Linked DNA regions of Mus musculus: regions 1, 3, 4 and 5 are each linked to region 2. A link is a contact called in public ChIA-PET and promoter capture Hi-C data. All regions are on one chromosome and are shown on one strand. Each heading gives the region's core, a stretch centred on a gene start, on an enhancer-like site or on the middle of the called end of the contact. The rest is flanking DNA. Distances are from core to core; before and after follow the strand shown.

The links. Promoter capture Hi-C pulls out the DNA fragments that hold promoters and counts their contacts. ChIA-PET counts read pairs in DNA pulled down with a chosen protein or histone mark.
Region 1: a contact with region 2 is called in a promoter capture Hi-C map of liver, with 2.6 times the contacts expected there. The contact joins the enhancer-like site here to the promoter of Kdm5a in region 2. A contact is called at or near these places in 4 of 39 promoter capture datasets (the 3T3-L1 cell line, the C10 cell line, hippocampal neurons and 1 more), 2 of 115 datasets of contacts at active chromatin or transcription factors (large pre-B cells and stem cell-derived neural progenitor cells) and 1 of 9 other capture datasets (embryonic tail).
Region 3: a contact with region 2 is called in a promoter capture Hi-C map of cranial neural crest. The contact joins the enhancer-like site here to the promoter of Kdm5a in region 2. A contact is called at or near these places in 4 of 39 promoter capture datasets (cranial neural crest, hippocampal neurons, liver and 1 more), 6 of 115 datasets of contacts at active chromatin or transcription factors (astrocytes, embryonic midbrain, embryonic stem cells and 2 more) and 1 of 9 other capture datasets (embryonic tail).
Region 4: a contact with region 2 is called in an RNA polymerase II ChIA-PET map of memory CD8 T cells, with 28 read pairs. The contact joins the enhancer-like site here to the promoter of Kdm5a in region 2. A contact is called at or near these places in 10 of 39 promoter capture datasets (the C10 cell line, cranial neural crest, embryonic stem cells and 6 more), 11 of 115 datasets of contacts at active chromatin or transcription factors (the 230-238 cell line, T-cell acute lymphoblastic leukemia, bone marrow-derived macrophages and 7 more) and 3 of 9 other capture datasets (embryonic tail, embryonic trunk and pancreatic islet).
Region 5: a promoter capture Hi-C map of hippocampal neurons shows a contact between it and region 2, with 3 times the contacts expected there. The contact joins the enhancer-like site here to the promoter of Kdm5a in region 2. A contact is called at or near these places in 2 of 39 promoter capture datasets (the 3T3-L1 cell line and hippocampal neurons) and 3 of 115 datasets of contacts at active chromatin or transcription factors (embryonic forebrain, large pre-B cells and pro-B cells).

The regions. Positions count from the first base shown.
Region 1 is chr6:119,758,648-119,761,347 of GRCm38.p6, forward strand. Erc1 (ELKS/RAB6-interacting/CAST family member 1) reads right to left here. Exons shown (of 21, transcript NM_053204.2): 9 at 2,497-2,664. Among named protein-coding and RNA genes, the nearest start is that of Erc1, 88 kb to the right of the region's middle. Within about 2 kb of position 1,389, at least 7 of the 459 cell types and tissues checked have an H3K27ac peak or open chromatin away from gene starts, as enhancers often do. A contact at or near this core is called in liver, where this site is marked.
Region 2 is chr6:120,362,707-120,365,421 of GRCm38.p6, forward strand. It overlaps Kdm5a (lysine (K)-specific demethylase 5A), which reads left to right and starts at 1,393. Exons shown (of 28, transcript NM_145997.2): 1 at 1,393-2,072. The coding sequence starts at 1,908. It also overlaps a transcript of Ccdc77 not described here.
Region 3 is chr6:119,450,870-119,453,569 of GRCm38.p6, forward strand. All of the region lies in intron 1 of Wnt5b (wingless-type MMTV integration site family, member 5B), which reads right to left. Among named protein-coding and RNA genes, the nearest start is that of Gm40397, 15 kb to the right of the region's middle. Within about 2 kb of position 1,447, at least 99 of the 459 cell types and tissues checked have an H3K27ac peak or open chromatin away from gene starts, as enhancers often do. A contact at or near this core is called in embryonic tail and hippocampal neurons, where this site is marked.
Region 4 is chr6:119,508,541-119,511,240 of GRCm38.p6, forward strand. The region is part of intron 1 of Wnt5b (wingless-type MMTV integration site family, member 5B); the gene reads right to left. Among named protein-coding and RNA genes, the nearest start is that of Gm30690, 8.1 kb to the right of the region's middle. Within about 2 kb of position 1,346, at least 48 of the 459 cell types and tissues checked have an H3K27ac peak or open chromatin away from gene starts, as enhancers often do. A contact at or near this core is called in the 230-238 cell line, T-cell acute lymphoblastic leukemia, memory CD8 T cells and 1 more, where this site is marked.
Region 5 is chr6:119,584,732-119,587,431 of GRCm38.p6, forward strand. The region is part of intron 20 of Erc1 (ELKS/RAB6-interacting/CAST family member 1); the gene reads right to left. Among named protein-coding and RNA genes, the nearest start is that of Wnt5b, 42 kb to the left of the region's middle. Within about 2 kb of position 1,425, at least 59 of the 459 cell types and tissues checked have an H3K27ac peak or open chromatin away from gene starts, as enhancers often do. A contact at or near this core is called in embryonic forebrain, where this site is marked.

The DNA.
Region 1 (2,700 bases), core at 139-2,638, 600 kb before region 2:
CAAAGCCAAAGGAGATTGGCTAAAGCAAACAGTCCACCAGGGGGGGACAGGCAACCGTTACAGCTCACATTCTCAAAGCTAAGATGCAGAAATGTGTTTGTTACTTACCTCTGTATTTAAAAAGAACATTTACTAAAGATATGACCAATATTTTCCCAACTTAAGAGCAAAGCTTAGCAGCTGGAAGTGGCTCTGAGGCTGAGAGCCCTTTCTGCCCTTGCAGAGGACCTGAGATCAGCTACCAACACCCTTGTCAGGCAACTCACAACTACCACACTCGAGCTCCAGGGGAACCTACACTGTCTTCTAGACTCCACTTGCACCTGCATTCACACATTCAGATTTCAACACACAGACAATACTCACAGTTAAAAAGAAAATCAAATCTTAAAAGAAAATCTTAAAACAAAAACTTATTTTTATACCTTTTTGCTTTACCTTTGTCACATTTTCAAATGCCCAGGGTAGATATTCATAGTTTTATTGATAACAAAAGAAAAAGAAGCGCTATGTTATCCAAGACATCTTAGGTAAGAGTCTGTCATCATACACACTCAATAACATAGTATGGGAGGAGAGAGAGGTTCACCAAGAGAGGTGCTTGTGCAAAGGCCTGGCTGGCAACCTAAACTTGACCTACAAATGCCCCAAGGAGGAAGGAATGAACTGACTCCCTGGAACTGTCCTCCAACCTCTATAGTAGTGCCATGGCTCAACACTCATGCACACAAATTATTAATTTCAAAGAAACCACAAAGGATTTCTATAAGGCAGCTAGGCAGCCCTTTATTTAACCTATATCCATCACAGGCTTATTTTTGAGATAGTAATACAGTTATCTGTTAATAGAGGAGTTTTCTGTAATACCAAAGAAAAGATGAGAGAGAGCAAATGAATTCAAAGAATCACAGATTTTGAGACTTTCTTAATTAGAAAGTGTAGGAAATAGTAATAAGGTACTTTATTTGCTTAAAATAAAAATGTTCAGTTCATCTCACCAAGACAAAATAAGCAAACAAGGAAAGTAAGCAGAAGGGATTCCTGGTACATTTGTGCAAACAAAATACAAAAGACAACAGGATGCATCCAGCAAGTTATACAAATTTAACAAGGTAGCTAAGATCTGAATATTCACCTTTTTCCAAGCTCACCAATTTGTTGTAAAGATACTCTATCATAAAACTCCTTTAAGGGAAATTCTAGAAAGCAGGAGCCCAGTACCAATCAACTGTGAACCCTGGCCATCTGTTATTGCCGACTGTCTTCTCTGATCACAGTATATACAGACGTGAATATTACACAAGAACTCGAAGACTCAGAGTGAGCAATCCAGCACAGGAGAACCAGGACAGCTCAGTCAAGGGACAAACAATCTGTCAATTACCACAGTTGTTCACTCTGTCAACCACAGAGCCCCAGTTGAACTTCCCAGAGAACTCAGATGACTATCATCTCTGCTCATGGCTACTTCTTTCTTGGCTACTGATAGCTAGTTAATAATAAACTATGAAAATGTCAAACATTGCAAATCTATCATTTCAACAGAAATAAACTTTAAGTTGAAATGAACCTTGAGGTAACAGCTATGGGCATGTTAGCTTGTCCACAGTACATACAGTACAAAGAACTGTCTTGCTGAACTTGAAGATGATTCAGCCTTTTTATTTGCAGAGAATTGTGTCTCATGTTTTCATTTTACATTCATTTGTTCTCATTTACTTCTTGTAACTGTAAAACTTGAAACACTATAAATATTGGTTTATTATTTTGTTAGTGCACGCTAATCTAATTGTTTTAAAATTTTAGTGGCCTTTCTATCTTTGTATTCACACTGCTTGCTTCTCTGTACTTTGGAGACAACCTGCTCAAGGAGAAGCAAATATATATTCTCATTCTATTTACATTGTTTTGGTATCTTCCTGATATCTGTATAGCCTTTATACAGGCAAAAGCATATATATTTGGATATATGTGTAAGTTAAAACTGGAAAAGTATCAGTAATTTATTTTTATTCCAAAAGAAAGCTATTTCCAATAACTGTTATGGTCTAAGAGGTGAGTCGGTCTCCCACTGCCTCCACACTCCCTCACAGGAAGGAGCACTGTGGCTGAGACAGAGGAAAGCCCCACACAAGTGTATGTGGATTACAGCAGCAGACTTTACTCCTCAAAACTGCCATCTAAGTAATGGGGCAGATGATCCAGGTTCAATATTAATGCATTTCTATTCCAGTTAAAGATAGTAGAGGTAGGTCAGGTGGCCAAATAGTCTGTCAATTTCTAAGACACTTGAGAAACAGGATGAGAAATCCTACTGAAAGACAGGGATACTACTGAGTTCATTAAAGACTGAACACACAGAGCAGCTTTAGCAATCCACCTCCTGCAACAATAGTTCCAAGTACTCTGCATAATCCAAACAGAAGGAGAGTGGCAGCATGCTGAGAATAGGTTACATCACAGTGGGCCACTGTGCTCACGACACCCATGCCTTACCTTCTTCTGGAGGACATTGACCTTCCGCTCCTTCACGTCCAGCATGTCCTTGAGGTCATGGATCTCTCCAGCCTGGGTGCCCTTCTCCTCAGCCATATCTTGGATTTGCTTGGTTTTTTTATTCAGCATAGTCTCTTTTTCTTCCAAACGCAATCGAAGAGCATCCACCTGAGAACAAAAGATTACAAACCATGAATGGAACAG
Region 2 (2,715 bases), core at 143-2,642:
AATGACCTAAGTCTTGTTATAAAATATTTTAGTAATTGTATATAATTCATCATACCTTCCTATGTCCATTTTTTCTCTGTATATCACTTTTTCCCTTTTTTCTTTAAGCAAGAAATGGAGACTATACTGGAGTTACAGCTCAGGACACATTTACCTAATATGTTCAAGGACTTGGGTTCAATTTCTAGTACAGAAAGTAATTGAACAAACTAGCCTGAGTCCATTTCCTTGCATTCCTGATCCTGACTAGCAGAATAGAACCTTTATTTATGAGTCAGCGTTTTACCTGATAGCCACCCCCCCACTCCAACCCCCCCAGCCTTTGATTACTTAATGTGTGAATTTGTAGATGAATGTATGTGGACCTGGCGTGAAGGTGAGGTCAGCTTTCAGTTCTCTCCTTTAACCATGGGGTTCCAGGAATCAAACTTAGGATTTCAAGCTTGGTGGCAAGTGCCCTTCACAGCTGAGCCACTGTTCTGGCCCTTACCCCGTATTCTTGACCATTCTGGAACTCGATAAGTGTACCATGTGGCCTTATGGTGCTCTTTCTACATCTCCTTCCCCAGAATTGAGTTTATAGTCCTGAGCCACCACACAGGGATTTTCCTTACTTACAAGGTCTCCCGTAGCCTAATCAGGCCTCAAATTCATATGCAGCTCGAACTGCCCCTAAAGCATCTACCTTCATCACCATAAAGGTATATGGATGTGGAGGGCACAGGATAACTTTGGAGCCGGTTCTTGCCTTCAACCTTGTAGAGTCAGGCTTAGACGCATAAAGGAACTGTAGGACCGTATACCAGAAACGTGGCTTTTTTTTTTTTTAAACCAGCCATTGCTGATCGGAACTCTATGCGTGTGCAACTATGCCCGGCCTTCCAAGTAGAGGTTTCTGACAAGGTGACCAGTTTCATACCAAACTGAAATGGGTTGGTTACAAAGCAAGCGTTTTCAGGCCCTGCTTACTACTCAAATACGGTTTCGGGATGGCTGCCAACAGCTAGACTAGCAAGGCCAGGCCCTCTATGGGTAGGTTCCCAGTGTCGTGAGAAAAAGCAAGTCGCAGCTGGTGGTGAAGGCCGGCCCATGTAATGACGGAATTGGGCTGAAACCTATTGGTCACGGAGAAGCGAGAAACCCGTACGAAGGCGACCGAGCGAAACGAGTTGTACAAGACTAGCATTCGAAAGAAGGAAACGGAGACGCGGAAACTCGGCCAAGAGTTCGTCACTTGTCCAAACCTAGACAACGATGTTAAAAACAGGTCTCGGAGAACGAACAAACCCGGCCGACTAGCCACGGAGGGGCCCACCTTGCGTTCGTGTCCCCACCCCCGACACAAAGAGGAACCGGAAGCCCCTTACCGGAAGCAGTACCTCTGCTCTCCGAGGCATTACACATTCCTCCGCGCGCCGGAAGCGCGCGTTCCACCTTGCGGGGTAGCTTTTCCCTCGCCTCTCCTCGAGAGAGGTCGCGGCGCCTTGAGGGGCCGCGCACCCGGGGTGGACGGAGGGCGCAGAACTTTGACAGGCAAGCTGTGAGAAAACAAAAAACCAAAATAAAACAAAAAAGCTCCGCCGGCCGTCATGGAAGGGAGCGAGGAGAGAAGACCCGACTAGACGTGGCGGCGGTGGGATTTTGTTTCCTGCGGTGGCGGACTGATTTAGCAGCACGTTAACTTCCGGGAGCGTCCTGCCCCTGAGAGGAAAAGCCCTGAAGGAAACAATAACAAACGAGCGGAGGGAGAGCGGCTGGCGCTCCTGTGAGGACTCGTTCTCGTCCTAAGAAGATGCGCTGCGGCCCCAGTGCGGGGACGTGAGAGGGCTTTGGTGGCCGTCAGCCAAGCCTTTCCTCGCTTGTGCACCTCAGGCCCCCCTGGCTTTTTATTTTATTTTTTGGTGACCATGGCGTCCGTGGGCCCGGGGGGCTACGCGGCGGAGTTCGTGCCACCGCCCGAGTGCCCGGTCTTTGAGCCCAGTTGGGAGGAGTTCACAGACCCGCTGAGTTTTATCGGGCGCATCCGGCCCTTTGCGGAGAAAACGGGCATCTGCAAAATCCGGCCACCCAAGGTAGCGTCGCCTGAGGGCGGGGACGGGGGGCGTGCTGGGGCGGCGGGACGGTCCTCCTCCTCCCCGTGGCTTTCCTCTTTGGGGGTCTTCCGTGCTCTCCGGGGGCCCCTCCCTCCTCTCTTGGTGTCCCGAGGCCACTTTTGAGGATGTTTTTTGCCCTGGTTTCTGAACGCAGTTTCACGTCCACTTTGACATTTTATTTGATCGCGTGTGAGTGTGTGTGTGTGTGTGTGTGTGTGTGTGTGAGAGAGAGAGAGAGAGAGAGAGAGAGAGAGAGACAGACAGACAGAGAGACAGACAGACAGAGAGAGGGAGAGAGGGGAGGAGAGCGAGAGAGCGCTCGCGGAGGGGTCAGAGGACATTTTGTAGGAGTCGATTCTCTTCCTGCGTTGTGGGGGTTGTGGGTCTCCGGGCTCGAACTCAAGATTGTCAGGCTTTGGCCTGACGACTGGGCCATCGCATCGCTTCTCAGGTCCCCCTTCAAAAGACAGAAAGAGGTGTCTCTGGGACCTTTTCCTTCCCAGAACTTATTGGGCACGGATATTGTAGTGTGGATTGGAGGTAAGGATAACAAAAGGCTTCAGGCCCTTCCTAGGGAAAGGCGTTTGAAGTGTCCTGTCATCAGCTCACGCACCATCTTTCT
Region 3 (2,700 bases), core at 197-2,696, 910 kb before region 2:
ACAGGACAGGGGTTATATCTAAACCAAGCTGTGCTCACAGGGATGAAGCTGTTCCCTCCCCTGTAGCTACTGATGCACCAGGAAGTAAGTCAATAGCGGCTGTAGAGCAGAGCCTGCATTTGATCTCCGAATCTTACCACGCCCCCATCCATGAGTTCCCAGCCAAATATAAATAAATATGAATAAATACGCAAATAGGTTAGCAGCCCAGGGTCAGCCTCCTGCCACTGACAGGAGCTGGGCAGGCCAGCTGAGACCTGCGGTTGCAATGAAGTATTGTGTAGGAATAGATATGAACAAGCCACAGATGCATGTAACCACGCTCAAATCTTACCAACAGACCACAGAAAAGCAAGTCACAGCGAACTTAAGTGTAAGCCATACAGAAAAACAAGAAGCTGGTTATCACCGATACCGTGTGTGGGGGTGGGGTGGAGGGGTGGGGGTGTCCTCTCCAGGATGGGACAGGGGACCATGATGAGGAAGAGACCTGGAATTTCTGAGTGCCATGCTGGATAAAGTCACTTCACTATGCCATATATTTGGCTATGCATATATTATGTCCACATGGTGGCTCTGTGCCATTTCCCATGTTCCTGAGTTGTACGTTACACAACAAAAATGTTCAAAAATGAGAAAAAAAAAAGTCCTATTAGTGTGCCTGGTGGAGCTCTGTGAATTTTCTCAGTCTCATAGGGCAGACAAACATCCTTTTCCCTCTGTCTTTTCTCCTTACAAAAAGAATATTCAAGCTCAAAAGGAAATATTAAACAAATGTTTATTAATTTAGAGACAGCCCCATGGCATAGCTATTGGAGGGTGGGGCAAGACAGGGAGCAAACCGGCACACAGACCCCAGCATCCTCTCCACGAACCAGCCTGTTTCCACACCAGGCAGTATGGCTTCCTCATGCCTTGGAAAAAACAGGCTTTGGGCACGCTACTTTCTGTGTCACTTCCATCTTATTTTATTTTTTTGCCGGTGGTCACTCTTTAGTTCATAGATACCTTTCTTCTTTAAACAGGCTTTTTTTTTTTTTTAATTTTAATAGTAAGAGAAGATTAATGCAGCAATGTAAGGAAGACTTTATCAGAAAACCCCAGTCTCTCGAAGGAATCCCCGGATGCTCATCTTCGGTTCAGCTCAATTAACACAGGCTTTCTCTGCCAGCCTTAATTATTTCTCCCAAGGGTCTCTGCTTCTACCCTGCCCCCCATTCCTCCTTCCCGCTTTGCTCAGCGGATCCTCTTAGCCCTTAAGGCACAGCATTCCTTTGTGTGATCTACTTCCTCGACAGTGGGTAGAGACGAAAATTTAAAAAGAAAAGAACCTCCGAGGTGGAGTGGGAAGAGGAGTTACCAGCCCCACCACCTTTTGCAGCGGCCTCTGGAGAACTCAAATGTGTCTCGAGAAGCAGTGCCCTGGGGGTGGGGCGGGAGAGAGGGTGACAGAAGGGAGGAGATTTAAATTCTGGCACTTGCTAGAGATGTTAAAGTAGAAATGCATTTGGCATTCCCGGGGAGGAGCCGGCGGGGGAGGGGGTGTCGGGAAAGCAGGAAGGAGAGGCGCCCAATTGCAGTGCTGGAGGTGGACCCAGAGCTCCATGTACCCAGAAATAGAGAATCCCAGACCACCAGCTTCCAGCGCCACAGAAAAATAAGTGAAGCGCTCCCATTTGCACCAACACAGTGAGAATAAATGCCCCAAAGAAGCCCCCAGACTCCAGGCTGTCCCTCGCTGCTGTGGCCCTGGAAGCGGCAGGTCCTCTTACTTGGAAAAAGCACCGTTTTTCTCCCCAGTTGTCAAGCAAAAGTCCATGCAAGTTTTACTCTGTGCAGAAGATAAAGGATTTTCATCCATTTAAATGATGAATTACAGTCATTTAAAAATGGATGGCCCCTAAGTGAGCGTGGCTTAGGAAATTATTCCCAGGAACCCAGAAGCCAAAGCTTGGAGGGTTGTGGGAAAGGTGTTTAGATGCTTTCATCTTGCAAAATGACTTAGTTGGTCTGCTGTGGAGTTGGGGGGGGGGTGCGGCTATGGGCTGCTTCCATAATCTGCAAACTCCCCAGTTTACAGGGAGGGGAGGGTGTGCAGCGCACACACTGGATCCTCACCGAGGACCATTGGCAGCTTGTCTATACCAGCTCACTGACACAGAAATGCTCCTTGTGCTACCAACTCAACATACTGCTGATTTTGCAAACAGGAGCATAGTTGAATGGGACTTGGAGAAGGGCCAGTGAGATAGCTCGGCAGGTAAAGGGGTCTCACGTGCGGCCCAACGACTTGATCCTCAGGACCCACACTGTGGAGAGAACACACTCTTAGAAGTTATGCTCTGGCCGGGCGGTGGTGGCGCACGCCTTTAATCCCAGCACTTGGGAGGCAGAGACAGGCGGATTTCTGAGTTCGAGACCAGCCAGGTCTACAAAGTGAGTTCCAGGACAGCCAAGACTATACAGAGAAACCCTGTCTTGAAAAAACAAAAACAAAAAAAAAAGAAGTTATGCTCTGACCACCACGTCTCTCCCTCTCTCTCTCCTGCTTGACTCATTGATAGTTTTTGCAGCATGAATATAGGCTCTGCTGGAACACAGACTCCCAAGGCTTTTGACTTTTCCTCTCTGTTCTCTCATATATAGTGTGTGTTGTTATATGTATTATAGCTATAGTGATCATTTTACTAAATTCACATT
Region 4 (2,700 bases), core at 96-2,595, 850 kb before region 2:
TAGCTCCTCACTAGGTCATTTCAAAGTTTCTAGTAATAATTTTTTTTTTTTGAAACATGTAGACCAGACTGGCCTGGAATTCACAGAGATCTGCCTCCCAAGTGCTGGGGTTAAAGGTGTGTGCCGCCATGCTTGGCCGTCTAATGACACTTCTTTGTGGTTAGCATGCTTGAGTGCCACCGTGCTTGGCTCATCTTTCTTATGGGTTCTTGTAGGGCAGTTTTGCTGGTGACAAATGCCCTGTCTCTGTTTACCAGAAAGGAGTTGTTGCCTTCCTCTGGAAGGATGATCTCAGCAGGTGCAGAACTTGAGGGTGATAGACTGCTTTCTCTCAGTTCCCGAAATAATCCACTCCACTCTCTTCCTTGCCTGCCCAGTCCCTGAGCAGTCAGAGGCAATTCTTAGTATTTGGTCTTCTTTCAGGATTGTTTCTTTTTCTTCTATTTCCTGTTATTTAAAAACGTTTTCTTTGGGGGCATTCATCGTGCTTGAAACACCTTGAGCTTCCTGGATCTGTGGTTTTGTGTCTGATGTTACCTTGCAGATGCAGAAATTCTCAGCGGAGTTGTTTTAAATCCCTCCTCCCCCTCTCGTGTCCTTTTGGTGTCCCTGTAACACGTGTTAGCAGCCTGCTGTACTTGTCTCACAGTGCTATTTTTAGTGGTGAGTCCCAGACAGGGTCTCACTGTGTAGCCTTGGCTGGCCTGGAACTCACTCTATAGACCAGGGTAACCTAACTCATAGAGATCCTCCTGCCTCTGCCCCTGGAGTTCTGAGATTGAAGGTGTGCGCCACACCTGGCTGTCTTGTGGTTTTTATTCTCACCTCCTTCTCTGGAACCCTTTCTCCTCGCAGATTGTCAGCATTGGCGGTTTCTCCTGGTGCACCCTTCACTCTGAGACTCTCCTTCGCTGTGTCCACTGAAGGTGCTCCTTGCCTCTGTTAAGTGGTTTTGCTGTGTGGCATTTGCTGTTCAATCTCTCTCTCTCATACATTGCTCATCTGTTCTTACAAGCTGCCAAGCTTCCCATCAGAGTTTTAAATTCCTAGTCCGTTAGAGCCAACATCCCTGTTAAAGCCAAGTCTGGCTCATGCTTACTCCGTCTCATTATTTGAGTTCTAGTCTGTCTTGCAGTTTTTTTCTTCACAGCCAGACATGACTGATCCGTTTCCTATGACTATAACAGGATACCTGCGACTGAGTAATGTATAAAGGAAAGAAGTTCCTTCCAGCTCAAGTTTCCGGAGAGCGGAACGCAATGATCGAGTACCGAATCTGGTGAGGTTTTTCTTGCTTCGCAGTAGAAAGCAGGACAGGATCACACACACAGGAGAATGGAAAGAGTGGGCAGGGCCCCTCATTCCTGCATCGCTGTGCTTTCAGACTTGTTTTTTGTTTTTGTTACAACTAAGATTCTTGTGGGAAACTAGCCACGTCACAAAGCCACTCTTTCTTTTAGGAGACTTAGAGTAAATCTGGCTCCTCATAATGTTGGACTGAGCATGCCCACCAGTGCTTGTAATTATCATATTTCCTTTTTTGAACTATGATCTTAAATTGAACATGCTCAGAAATGTACCAATCACTAATATCCTTTCTCATAAAGATTCCCAAATAAAAAGCCCCCATGCTCCCCTCGGAGAGGCGCCGCTTTGGAGGTGGCTCCAATGCCCCCTTCACTTTCTCCTCCCTTCCCTCCTGGGAGGGCTTCTGGGCTTTGAACTTGCTAAGGTGAGATGCATTTGTGCTGGGTCACATGACCTGCTTGTTGGGTCCTGTTCGGCTAGAGCAGGTACTCATGGGGAACAGCATTTTTACCCTGGGACTCTATGCCTCTGGGACCCACCTCCCAGCAGAGCCACCCTAAGGAATTAAATCCCAACATATAAATTCCTGGAGGCTCATGAAATTGAATACTTTGTCCTCAGTTGGTGACACTGTATGCATGTGTGTGTTGGGGGGCGGGGCGCAGGGGTGGTTGTGGAACCTTAGAAGGTAGAGCCTTGCTGAAAGAAGAGCATCACCAGTGGGGTGGGTTTTCCCTATTTTCAGTTTGCAGCGGAAGGCATTCAACTTCCTGCTTCACTGTCTTCCACCCATGACAGACTCTCCCTCTGGGTCCATGAGCCAAAATAAATGTGTCTGTAAGTTGCTTTGGGTCCCAGTGTCTTATCACCCCAACAAAGGGTAACTGATACAGGCGAACATACTCAAAGTAGTAACTGAGTGAAAGAAACTGTTGCATAGAGGCATTCAGTAACATGGTGGTATGTGCAAGGTGGGGGTTGGGGTGTGGGGCGACGGGGAGGAACACTCCACATTCCCACGATGAGATCTCAGTGGTTTGGTGAGCCTGTGCCCCGGACTCTCAACTTCAGGAGTGCTCTGCAGTATTTGCTGGGGGCGAGGAGTGGAGGAGGGACAGAGTTGTAATTTCCAAGCTCTTTACAGGATGGATAGGAAATGAGACCTTCTACCCTTCATCTTAAATATGTGTGAGTGTGTATGTGTTTACACATACACACACACACAAAGAATGATGATCTCTATTATTGCTGAGGAAGAAAAATACAATTACACCGTGGTAGCTGCACACAAGGAATTCACAAATCCCCCTAGAAAACACACCTGGATGGCCTGTCTCCTCATGCCCCTTGAGGCAGGGGAAGAACTCTATTTCAGACCCTGTTCCTCCATCA
Region 5 (2,700 bases), core at 175-2,674, 780 kb before region 2:
ATGTAATTCCAGGATCATCTCCAGGATTTTTATTCTTAGAACACAATATTTGTTAATCATGTACTGGATGAATGCTTTTCAAGGTTAGATTGCCATTATTTGTATAATTTGGTTTCAAAGGTTGAAAAGAAATTAAGGACCAGGGCACTTGCCTAGCACGCCCAAGGCCCTGGGTTCCATTTAAAGGTTCATCCTCCCCCAAGTCAAACCTAAGACCAAATAAAGAGCTCCTCTGTCACAGCACTGAAAACACAGCAGCCCTGAGTCATGAGTGAAATCAAACACTGAGGAGTCAAACTCTGGATCTCCCGGTCTCTGTCCCTTTCCTGTCCTTCCCACCCTACCGGAGCCAGGCAAACATCTAATCACAAAAGTAAGAGGCTTATACATGTTGGAGTCAAAGCATAGTGATTCTGAAATCTCAACTTACAGCCTAGAGGGAGCATGGTGATCCCTGGTTCCAGACTCTACCTTACAGGTGAGACAAAGGCCTGAAGCGGTATGGTGGAAGGGTGCTAGGCTGGTGAACATACTCACTCCAGGAAACTTAGCATGCATCACCCAGAGGCCAGCCTGGGTCAGAAGTCAGACCTACAGTTTCCAGATGCATGCACACTCTATCTGCAAGTGTTGCTAAGATACTAAATGTCTTACTCTCTGACCTACTTAGAGCCAGACACGTCTAAAATGCTTTCCTGTCTAGGACATTTGTCCCTAGGTGAGATAATCTGTGTCCCCTCTGTGATACTGTGCCACTAACAACTCCCAGGTCCGTCTCTCTCATGGGAGTCTGTCTTGCTAGAGTGCTCTCTTCTGAATGTGTGTAGAGACCGAGACGACAGGAGGAGCACAGCAACACTCATGACTAAGAAAGAGAAAACTGGGAAAAGAAGAAACTCCACAGAGTATTCGCACTGCTTGGCTGGTGTCCTATGCACTCATTTTGAAGGGCCAAGAGAATGGGAATCACTTCCTATAAAGGTAGGTCCCTAGAACACTCAAGGAACTGTGGCATACTGTCACCTTCGAACAACAAGCCAGTCGGCCCTGGTGGCGTACTGAACAGAAGCATCGTCCTGAGGCAAGGGGCAGACAGTCACAAGGACATGTTGCAAAACGTGACATCTGTTTTATATGGGCTTGCAGTGGCATGGCCTAAACAAACACTGCCAACTATCTAGAATTCTAAAAGTCTTGTTTGGCAGTACCTCAGATTGTCTTTCAATCATCTGCTAAGTGAAATGAACTGAGACTTGCACACCATTTTCAAAATGTAAGGAAACCTGCCTCCTGCTAAAGACATCTATCACAACAATAGTAATATTCTGGGGAGCACAGACCCAGGCAGGGTGGCTGGCCAGCCCCATGTGTTTAGTTTGGCTCACAGAAACAAAGACTGTCAAAAGGGAAAGGATGAAGCCTCCCCTCCTGCCCCTCCCCCCAAACCAAACAATGGATTAGGAAATCCAATGCTGAAGCTGCCAGGGTGGTAAGAATAAGGCCTTGTTGCAGCTGAGCTGTAAGTGCAGAACCCATGAGGCCCACTCCATGTCCAGCTGATGTCTCTGGCCAAGTGAAGGGAAGAGAGAGGGGAGTGTTGCAGCCACTGTGGCATGTGCACAACACACCTAGTCCCAGAACTGTGCTTCCCAACATGTGGGATCCCACGTTAGTGTCAGTGATAGGCAAAGACTGAAAAGGCTCCCGTGGTCACCCTGCTGAGTTTCCCTCTAATTTTAGTGCAAGCCTGATATATTATCCCAATGGCTACTCCTAGAGAAAGTGACATGATGATCCTTTAGTGGGGTACAAACTCCTGGTTCAGTAAAACAGAATCATGGGAGGTGTCTATAATGACCAACCTTTGTTGTCAGGAGGGTTTTCTAAGTGGTCCCTGAATGAACATGGCCATTCATGGATGATCATGTATAGTGGTGAGACATAAGTATCACACACTGATAGAGAATGCCTGTGTCTGACTCAGCTGGCACGGAGATAGATGTGGGTAGGGTTGCATGTTACTAATTTTTGCATGTGGAAGGGAAGAAAGTATGGGATATGATTTGAAAGCTCCTTAAGGGGCTGAAAGAAAAATATTCCTATAATCTCTTAAATCTCAGACTTTTGAAGTTTTGTCACAGGTCAAGAAAGATAGGATAGAAACTCCAGGGATAGTTCCAGTCTAATCTGGCTCAATGAATACTTAAGGCTCTCCATGCTATGAGCACACTTCCCTGAGAAACATGATGAAGCCACGGCATTCAGACCTCCAGCATACTCACAGAGCTTTGGCCTAACCCGAGAAGACAATGCAAGCATGTGTAGGAGAACAGACATAGCTTTTCTTCTACAGTCTCCTTCTAGGGAGCCAGACACAGAGAAGGTGTGCTTGGCCTTCATGAGAAGTGCAGGGAGGGATTCAGCTGCATAGGCAAGGGGAGACTGGGAAACCCTGGAATTATCCTTCTGCATGTAACCTTAGTAGGCCAGTCCAAACAAACCAGAGCCCAGATAAGGCTGCATGTGGCCCTGAGCAATTATCCCCAGTGTCTGTGGACCACCGCCTATGGCTGCATGACACTTCATAGGACTTACGGCAGAACACCAGGGTCCTTCTGTCCCATAGGGAACAAGTGAAGGGGTTAAATAAACTCTCCAATTCTCCTTATTATTCATCCACTCTCCCCTTGTCTCTAGAAG